Linked DNA regions of Mus musculus: regions 1 and 2 are each linked to region 3. The links are chromatin contacts, called in public Hi-C and HiChIP or PLAC-seq maps. All regions are on one chromosome and are shown on one strand. The core of a region is the stretch at or near the end of the contact, and the rest is flanking DNA. Distances in the headings are between cores, read along the strand shown.

Region 1 (3,201 bases), core at 239-2,738, 740 kb before region 3:
ACTACAATCTCTATGTACCTTGACCTCGCTATTGCAGCCTGACTGGCTGTTGCTAAGAGGAGTGGGTTGCCATAGGGTGCTTGCTCAGGACTCTGTGATTTCTTCCTGGATTTGGAGTTTAGTCCCTTGTCTTGCACAAAATTGAGTTTCTTCAAAAACAGAGTTGGTTGGGCTTTACGATACTATAATTATAAAAATTGCCAGGTAGTGGTGCCACACGCCTTTAATCCCAGAACACGGGAGGAAGACTCAGGCAGATCTCTGTGAATTTGAGGCCAGTCTGATCTACAGACTGAATTCCAGAACAGCCCGGGCTATGAAAAGAAACTCTATCTCAAAAACAAAACAAAACAAAAATAAAACAATTATTTTGTAGTGGTGGGAATAGAAAGCAAGGTTTTGGGCGCAGTAGGTAAGCACTCTGTACTGACACATCCCTTGCCCTGTGCTAAAACAATAATTGCTGTGGTTTATAAAATAGAGAAGGAGTATGTTTGGTGGAGGTGCAGTCAGGTGTGAGGGAAGCAGGTGCCTATGCTGGCCCATGCTGAAGCATTCCTTCCCCTGAGGGACCAGCCACACAGTGGTATAGTATAGAATAGTGTTTATTCAGGGCATGGGGAGGGATGTTGAGAGGGTAGTAGAGGCAGAGAAAGGCAGAGAGAGAGAGAGAGAGAGAGAGAGGGAGAGGGAGAGAGAGAGAGAGAGGAAGAGAAGAGAAGAGAAGAGGACCAGGTGGGGAAGGATGGGAAGGGGAATGGAGAGAGGGGGGAGGGGAATGGAGAGAGGGGGAGGGGAATGGAGAGGGGGGGGAGGGGAATGGAGAGAGAGGGGGAGGGGAATGGAGAGAGAGGGGGAGGGGAATGGAGAGAGAGGGGTTAAGGGGCAAGAGGACAGACAGAGCAAGAGCAGAAAACAATAGAGAGAGGAGGGGGGAAGCAGCCCCTTTTTTAGTGAGTCAGGCACACCTCATTGTTGTCAGGTAACTGTGGGGCAGAGCCTAGGCAAATGCCAACAACAATAATAAACAAAAACAACAATAAAAGAGAATGAGAATTCATAACAGGATTATGTGTCTGTCTCTTGGGAGACCAGCTGTGTTGTGCAGGGAGGTAGGGGTGGGGGTTTCGAGCCCTGCTTTATCATCTGGCTCTCGTGGTCTCACTTGCTGATTGAGTGTCATTTGCTCATCTCTGGGCTACCCCACAGCTTCCCCACGATACCTAACCTCTTGCCCTCCGCTGGCTGCGGTGTGTGCCTCTCTCTGCCACCCAGCTGCTTGGTCACAGCTAGAAGCAAAGGTGCCAGGACCTTGACGTATGCGTTGGTCCTCAGCAGTGGGTAGACACTAGGGCATCCGGGAGCAAGTTCCATTCCGAGAGGGATGCAGTTCAGTGAGATTTTCCTTCCGCTGCAGCAGTGGAAACTTGGGAGGCAGCAGCGGTTCTTCAGGTGCAAAGACAGCCCTGGGCGAAAGCTCTCCAGCCCAGAGGGGGGCCTCACACCTAGCTTGTCATCCTCCGGCCTCCTCCTCTCCTCCCCACTCCCTCGCTCTTACCTCGGGTTGCCAACTAGTTAGCACTTCTGCGGAACAGAAGGGGCCTAGCTCCTCATTCCCACCTCTCAGAGTCTCGTCTGCTCAGGATGCCGTGGGGGTGGGGGTGGGAAACTCTACAGGATTCCCCTGTTCTGAGAAAGTCCTCCAAACTGGCTGTAAACACCTAGAAACAACTGGGATAAAGATTTCCGCCCCTTTTCTGTTTTTCTTGTAAGTGAAGTTTTACAAAACTCTTTTCCCCTAGCAGTGCAGTGTCACTAGTTCTCGCTACTCCTCATTTTGAATTACTTTTACAACAAAGGTTAGAAATCCTCAAAGAAGTGTTTTCAGGCTTGAGAAAACAAAGGTTTAAAAATCAAAGGGCTGAGGTGCCTAGTTAACATAACAAAGCAGACCTGGCCTTCAGCTTCTCCCAGCTTCAGTTCCTCACCTGGGGCCCTCTGACCTAAACTTTCCAGTCGAGGGGCAGGCCTTCCTCTCCAGGGACTTTTCGTTCTCTCCCTCCCTCCCTCCCTCCCTCCCTCCCTCCCTCTCTCTCTCTCTCTCTCTCTCTCTCTCTCTCTCTCCATATTCCTTCTCCCTGCATTCACGTGCTATTTCTCTCCCCCCCTCCCCTCTGACTCTCTACTCATGGTGACTTCCCTGGCCTTGATCCTTGGGACCAGTGAAGCCACCCAAGGGTGGCTTTTTGTTTTTGTTTTTTAAGAACATAATTTTAATATTCAACAACCCGGATAATTATTTTAAGATATATTTCATTGTTATGTCTCCCTTTTCATTTCTGATTTTATTAATTTGGATACTGTTGCAGTGCCCTCTGGTTAGTCTGGCTAAGGGTTTATCTATCTTGTTGATTTTCTCCAAGAACCAGCTCCTGGTTTTGGTGATTCTTTGTGTAATTCTTTTTGTTTCTATTTGGCTGATTTCAGCCCCTAGTTTGATTATTTCCTGCCTTCTACTCCTCTTGGGTGAATTTGCTTTTTTTTTGTTCTAGAGCTTTCAAGGCGTGCTGAGCTATCCCTCCAGCTTGATGGAGTCTGTCTTAACAGAACAGGGCACTTCACAGCTCTCTCTTTCTACCACCTAGTCATCTAATTTGTTTTACAAAAATGAATTTATATCACGGAGTCGGCTTTTCTTATCTATCAAGAGGTCATGGGTACTCTTCTGTATTAGTAGGTATGTGGTATTCTGTTGTTTGATTTCTCAAATGGCTCCTAGCTTCAAATACTAAAGCACTGTGCCTTTTCTCACCATTACAAGTGCCATCATTGCCAACATTCAGAATCCTTGTGTGCTTTCCCTGCAACGGCCATGGAAGTAAGCTAGTGCTACATCTACTCCAGTAGTGACTCGCATGACAGGCCTAGAAGCCCGGAAGCAGTCCCAAGGCAGAGTTTCACGGAAACTTAGGCTCCTTGAACCTTGGCATTCCCAAGGTCCGGCTGCAGCAAGATAGTGTTATAAGAGATTATGGCTCAAAAGAGAATGCATTTTTGGTTTTTAACGATCTTTTCCAGAGTGCCGTGAAGAAACCTGTTAAAGTATGTATTTTACTAATAGTGCACACACACACACACAAACAGACACACAGACACACACACATACAAACACACACACGCATACACATATTCACACATACA
Region 2 (3,406 bases), core at 31-2,530, 990 kb before region 3:
GGAATTGAGCCCTGGTCCTCGGAAAGAGCAGTCAGTGCTCTCAGCTACTAAATTGTCTCTTGCGTGGGTACATGAGTTTTGTTTTTTGGTTTTTGGCAAAGTAATCAAAGCAAGAGAAAAAGTTAGTTAAGAGGCCTTTTCTTGTGTTTCCATTGGCCTTGAGAATGAGAGCTAGAGAATGGGTTTGTCTTTTTATAAATTGTTTGCTCAAGTTTCAGTGTCCTTCCATGGGCAGAGTCCCTCAGGACATCCTGAAGGTTGCATCTGGTGCACTACATAGTCTCTTTGTTGCCAAAACACTGGGTGGTCTGTATGGTCCCTAGGCGATAGCACAGTCCTGCATGTTTGTAGTGTTGCTCTACTCCGTTTTTTTGTTTTTTGTTTTTTCCTCCACCCATAAACTTTGCTGTAAAACTGAGTTCACTAAATCTTGCTAATTTTAATTTATTTTTAAGACAAGGTTGTTGTGGGAAATATTAAAAGATGAACCTGCCAACTCTCCGGCCCCTCCAAGCCATGTTCCCACTCTAGTGAACACTTAAGTCCTGGAGGAAACCCGCTGGTTTTGCCCCACATGCCAATAACCAAATAGATCCACCATTCTCATGGTTTGATAACACAATACCCAGTAACCCGGTAAAAACAAGACTCAATGCTTATAGTTAACCAGTCAGATTTATATATCAGTAAATTCTCAATACACAAGATGCCAATATAATAATCTCAGGCCCAATTGATAATGATAAAAGCTGCCCACCTAGACAAGACAAATTATCCCAATATTCTAACCTTTATGATAGCATAACAACCTGTGGCTGGTCATAGCCATGCTGATTCTTCCACCATCTTCCTTTTCCCCCTTCCCCGAGATGCACTCTGTCCTCCACTCGTAGCTCTGCCTCCTTTTCCCTATCCAATCACAGGTCTCCTCTGCACTAATGTAATTGGACAGGGAAAATCCTGCAACACAAGGTCTTAGGTTCTGTTGCTGTACAGAGACAATACGACCAAAGCAATGCTTACAAAGGAAGGCATTTAATTGGGAGTTTGCCTGGTTTCAGGAGGTTAGTCCGTAACATCGTGGTAGGAGGAAGTGTTGGAGCAGGCAGGCATGGGGCTGAGAGCTTATATCCTGAGCTACAGGCAGGTGGAGGAAAACGTCCTGGTCTGGGTTTCTGAAACCTCAAAGCCCTCCCCAAGTAACACACCATCTCCAGTAAGGCCATGCTTCCTAATCCTTCCCAAACAGTACCACTAATTGGTGATTTCTTCAGCTCTATGAGTCTCTGGGGCCCATTCTCATTCAGATCACCACATTCCACTCCCTGGCCTCCATAGGCTTGCCTGTGGCTGTGTCAATGCAAAATGCATTCAGTCCAACTTCAAGTCCCCATAGTCTGTCACAGCCTCAACAAGGCAATCTTCCTTCTAATTATAACCCCCTGTAAAATCAGACTCAGAAAGCAGATTACATACTTCCAGCATACACACAGAATATACATTATCATTCCAAGAGGGAGGAAAGGGAACATAGTGAGGAAATAATTGGGCAAAGCAAGAACAAAGCCCAGTCAAGCAAATGCCAATTCATTAACCCCATATCTGGTGTTAAGGTGCTTATTAGATGGCTTTTCCCTTCCAGCTTTCCTGATGGTGTATAACATACTTCTCTTGGGTTGGTTGGTTCCACACCCTGTCTGCAGCTCTCCTTTGCAGGTATCCCACAACTCTGGCATCTCTCAGCATCCTGAGCTTCCAACACAATCCAACACAATAGCTTCATCTTCACATCTTCACGCAGTGAAGTCCCTCCCTCCATAAAGGAGCTCCCCTGCCACATGCCTGGCTTCAGTGTCTTTCAACCACAAAGTAAGATTCCACAACTTTCCTCCTGTATTCTTAAATCCAGAAACAGTGTGGCCAAAGCTGCCAAGTTCTGCTGCATGCGTGGAGCATGGCCCCCTCTGAGACTCGGGTTCGCATAAGCTCTGATGTGTTGGTAGTTCCCTTTGCTGCGTAAGCTTCACTTCCCACAGTTTGGAAGCCTAGCTGGATGGGGTCTTGCCCTGAGGTCACCACTCTCAATCCGTATTCCAGTTCTCCTGTTTTCTCGTCGGACTCCACGTGGAACTGCAGAGGAGCAGAGGAGTGATCGCTAGTAACCATGGGACACAGGGAGTGTTACTAGGCTGCCCTAAATGTTCCTCCGCCAGTGATAGTAATCCAACACTTGTCACTTGGGCCTCAGACAGACTCATTCTTTATCAAACATCACAAGGATGGTTTGTGGCCAAGCTGCTAATAATAATATTGCTTCCTAAAGGTGATTGTAGCTCATGTCTTTAGTCCTAGCACTTAGGAGGCAAAGGCAGGCAGATCTCTGAGTTCAAGGACAGCCCGGGCTACACAGAAAGACCCCGTCTCAGAAAACCTAATATATATATTTTAATATTTAATATATATATAAAAAATCCTTATATATATATATATATATATATATATTTCTTTTCCTCTGAAACCTCTTGAGCTGGACCTACATAGTTTATGTTCCCTTGGCTGTACTGACTCCCTAGGTCCTACTAGGATGCTCTTTAAGCCCCACCTACTTTATTTAAAGCAAAGTATAGATCACAATGCACATACATGACAAAGTACTTTGCTCCCCAAGTATTTGGGGCTTCCTTCTCTGGGCTCAAGAAAAGTTTGGTTGTCACGACATAGTTAGGATGGCTTTCTACCTTAACAGATTAAGTCATGACTTTATTATGCTTGTCCCTTCCCATAATGTACCTAATTTAAACCCTGAGTGCCCAATTACACAACGGTGTCTAATGGTAAATGAGATTCTCCCTGAACATTCACAGCCTGCCTTACTGTCCAAGCCAACTCAGGTCAGATTGGCCCTCAGACCCAAATATATTGGGTATATGCTTAGATGTAATGTATCTAAGCTCAGTGGGGGAATGTAGAGCTTGATGTAGGTGTGTGGAGGTCTTAGTTTGCTAAGAGGTTGATACATTGGAATGGGATGAGTGAACATAGTACGTGCAGATAGAGGTTCACTCTGTCACGTGCATTGTTAGAAGAATGGTATGTGCATAGCCCAAGCCAAGTGGAGCCCCAGTTGCTAAACTATTTTCTGTGCTTTCCTGCCTCACTTGTGATATTATTTTGGCAGTTGAGTTGGAATTGAGGCAGATACTTCTCAAGTTAAATTTTCATGCTTGGACTGATCTGTAGCCTACCGACAGAGTCTTGCTTAGGAACCACGAAGCCCTGAGTTCAGTCCCCAGTCCTCAAAAGTAAAAGTTCCATTCCATGTTGGCCAGCTGTGGTGACTCCCACCTGTAATCCTAACACTGAGAACGTTGAGGCAGGAGGATTGATGTGAGGGCAAGGCTAGCTG
Region 3 (3,156 bases), core at 549-3,048:
GCTCTCCCTTCCCTTCTCTCCTCTCATGGTCTGATTTAGTCTATCCGCCATGTTCAGCTGGGACGCTTCTCTGTGCCTGCTCTCTCCCTTATGTCTACAATAAAGCCTTCTCCACCCGTTAGGAGCAGGCATGCCTCCTCCTTTACTTCATTTTTTCATTCAAATAAAAGATGGGTGTAACTTATGCTAGCAGAATCCTCCCAAAGGATTTGGTGTTGATCAGTACATGTTAGGGAAAATCTCCCAGGCTCCTAAACTGGGAGATTAGTTCAACAAATAATGACAGATCAATACTTATCTGTGATAATGTATAAAAATACTCTTATAACATGGCAAACTATTACATGTGAAGTTATAAAAATGATTGCCGAATGGCCCATAGCACGTGTTCTTCATTTACAACTAAATCCGCAGATTTATACAGAGAACGCCGATGAAAAGACCAGATTTTTTGTCTTGACAGGAGGGAGGTGGACAGACTACGTGCTTTCTTTAACAGGCCAGAGCTTTGAAGGTTTTCATCGATGAATCTTAGAAGGTGATCTTCAAATTTCAGAATATGCCGCCACATTGCTATACTTCTTTTCTTGGAAAAGATTTTAATAGAACCACAGAGAAAATAATATAAGAACTGACATATTATGCACTATACATAATAGTTATTTGCATTTTATCAATTTGTCATTTTTCTGAGAGATTTTGTAGCAAGCTGTTTCTTTAGCTTTGTATGGGTGTGTGCACCTTGTGTGCCTGCTGGTCCGAGGAGGGCACCCTTGACTTCACTCATAGCTTTTCCCTCCAAGGAACCTTGTGAGTCCTGGAACTTGCTGGCAGCCAGAATGCCCCAGTAGTCTTTCTGTCTCCACTCCTTTTAATGCCAGGGTTGTAGAAATGCGCAGGCCTGTGCCTGAGACCTGAAATCTGGTCCACACGCTTGGAAAACAAGCACTCTAAACCACAGGGTCATCTTTCCAGTCCACTTACAGTACTTGGAAATACATTTTTAGCAAGAGATTTTATGAATATAGGCATTCACTAGAACTCTATAAATAAAACTATTCTCTCATTTGAATACAGCAAATGACATTTTCCTTTTAAGAAAAATTATTCGTGCAGATGATTGAGCTAATCTTTGGTAAATACATTTTTTAAAAATATGATTCTATATTATTATTAGACAGGAGACAACAACCCACCTGAAGACCAGGTTGTATGCAGACTTACCACATATCTATCTGCAAAGTGAGAGCTCTTCTCACTTATAAAATAAAGAAATTGAGTGGAATTGCACTTAAATGAAAAAAAAAAAAAAAAAAAAACAGGTTTTCTTTGAGCACAAGAGAGGGAGAAGTAGAATTCCAAAATTAAAAAAAAAAAAAATCGATTGGAAACCTCACGCTATTGCAAGCTACACCGAGTCACAGAAATCAAGGGGACCCTGAAATTGGGTCATTTAAGATGGAGGAATCAAGTACTTTTTTTCTAATTTGTCCAATAAATAAACATACACATGACTTGTCATCTTTACTACAGTAAATCAAACTGAGCAACAAACATTTTCCTGAGACAAATGTCTGTATTAAAATTCTCCAAGACCCTTGACTGTTGCACTACTGTGATCTCTGGGCTGCATACACACACATACACACACACACACACACACACACACTCACACTTGCATTCCTCCCATTGCCAGACACTCTAGGTAGAACTTGCCAACAATCTATTCAGAGACCCTCTAGGAACACAAAAGGGGACCTCCATCTCCTCATCTACATAATAAAGCCCAGCATTCCACGCGCCTTTCCCCGCCCCTGGAGAAGCTCCTTGGGAAAAGCGATTCAGACCCAGCTTGGGATGCAGCACTGAGTGCCAGGTCAGCGTACTAACTCCAAACAAACTCCCTTCTCTCAGGGAGAAGGGCAAGCATCGCTTATTGTTCAGGTTCTGTTCTTGTTAGAGGCACTGCTTAGATAGTCTCAGCTCCAGCATGCGTCCCGATGGTAACAAAGTCACAGAAGACCTTTCCCCCTCTGCACACCCACCTGGACTCCCAAAACTGCTGAAAAGAGACTGCCCCCAATCTCACTGTAGACAAGACCCCTGATTTTCAATTCTCTGATCTGGACAAGCTTCGTCTGTGAAGAAGCCTCCGAACTCGCCTGAAGTGTTTGTAAGATGGAGTAGCTGGACCTGGGAGTCCTGGAGATGCCTTTGAAATAGGCCAAGTTTTTTAAGTGCCTTGCTTTCCTTTTCTTGGGAAGTTGATACTCCATTAGGTTTTTTTGAAAAGTCATTTTAAAAGAATAAAGAACGGCCATTCACTAATTGTCCTACCCTACTTCTTCCAGGGACTCTTTGTGTTTCCAAATATAACCTATCCTAAGTAAAAGCAAGGCAAGTAAAACTCCTCACTTGACTGAAGATCACATCCCCAGATCTGTGATTTGACTTCTAAAGACTAATCCTGCTGCCGTGGCCTTGGAGAGCAGTGTGGCTGGATACCTGATGGGCTCTGTAAAGGATGGAGTCTACCTCTGTCCCTGCGTGGAGACATGCCAATCCGATCTGTCACAAAGAACACTGTAGAGCCTTGTCTTTCCCCTTAAGAGTTAATCCAGCTGGTCCTGTCAATCAAGAGATCAAGAGACCACCCCTCAGGAAAGCTGGTTCACCTACTGTGCTACAGTGCGGCCTGCTAAGGAAATGGGAGAAATAATTATACCCTTAACAAGATCGTATTCTTTCCAGCCAGAACCCTGCCTACATGCAGTCTCCTGCATCACTCCTCCCCAACCCTGTGACACTGCAGCTTGCCCACTCCTCTAAGTTATTCAGAAAAGCCTAACTTTGTCTTTCCCTTCTTTCAGCCCCGTTTTCTTTCAGATACTGCCCAAACCTGGACATGCTTTCTTTTCTCACTCGGTCTTTCCCTTCTACCCTGCAACTGCTTGTCGGCCATGTGGCTGACTCCATTACTGAATCTGCTCGCTGACTCTCTTCTTTGTTTTAGAGGCAGGGACTTGTGTAGCTCTGGCTGAACTGGAACTCCCTCTGTAGACCAAGCTAGCCTCGAACTCACAAAGATCCACCTACCTCTACCTCCACAGTGCTAGGACTAAAAGATATGGCCTCCACACTTGGCTTTGCTTTCTT

Evidence for each region. A called contact is a pair of places that touch in the nucleus more often than the background predicts. HiChIP or PLAC-seq counts read pairs in DNA pulled down with a chosen protein or histone mark.
Region 1: a contact with region 3 is called in a Hi-C map of embryonic stem cells, with 6 times the contacts expected there. The contact joins two enhancer-like sites.
Region 2: an H3K27ac HiChIP or PLAC-seq map of embryonic stem cells shows a contact between it and region 3, with 6 times the contacts expected there. The contact joins two enhancer-like sites. A contact is called at or near these places in 1 of 115 datasets of contacts at active chromatin or transcription factors (embryonic stem cells) and 1 of 9 other capture datasets (embryonic stem cells).

Annotation. Positions count from the first base shown.
Region 1 is chr11:19,810,233-19,813,433 of GRCm38.p6, reverse strand. No RefSeq gene overlaps it. Among named protein-coding and RNA genes, the nearest start is that of Gm39602, 69 kb to the right of the region's middle. Within about 2 kb of position 1,488, at least 32 of the 459 cell types and tissues checked have an H3K27ac peak or open chromatin away from gene starts, as enhancers often do. A contact at or near this core is called in embryonic stem cells, where this site is marked.
Region 2 is chr11:20,057,800-20,061,205 of GRCm38.p6, reverse strand. No RefSeq gene overlaps it. Among named protein-coding and RNA genes, the nearest start is that of Gm32080, 20 kb to the right of the region's middle. Within about 2 kb of position 1,280, at least 3 of the 459 cell types and tissues checked have an H3K27ac peak or open chromatin away from gene starts, as enhancers often do. A contact at or near this core is called in embryonic stem cells, where this site is marked.
Region 3 is chr11:19,072,978-19,076,133 of GRCm38.p6, reverse strand. 4933406G16Rik (RIKEN cDNA 4933406G16 gene) reads right to left here. Exons shown (of 5, transcript NR_046037.1): 4 at 2,506-2,627; 5 at 394-586. Among named protein-coding and RNA genes, the nearest start is that of 4933406G16Rik, 9.3 kb to the right of the region's middle. Within about 2 kb of position 1,798, at least 36 of the 459 cell types and tissues checked have an H3K27ac peak or open chromatin away from gene starts, as enhancers often do. A contact at or near this core is called in embryonic stem cells, where this site is marked.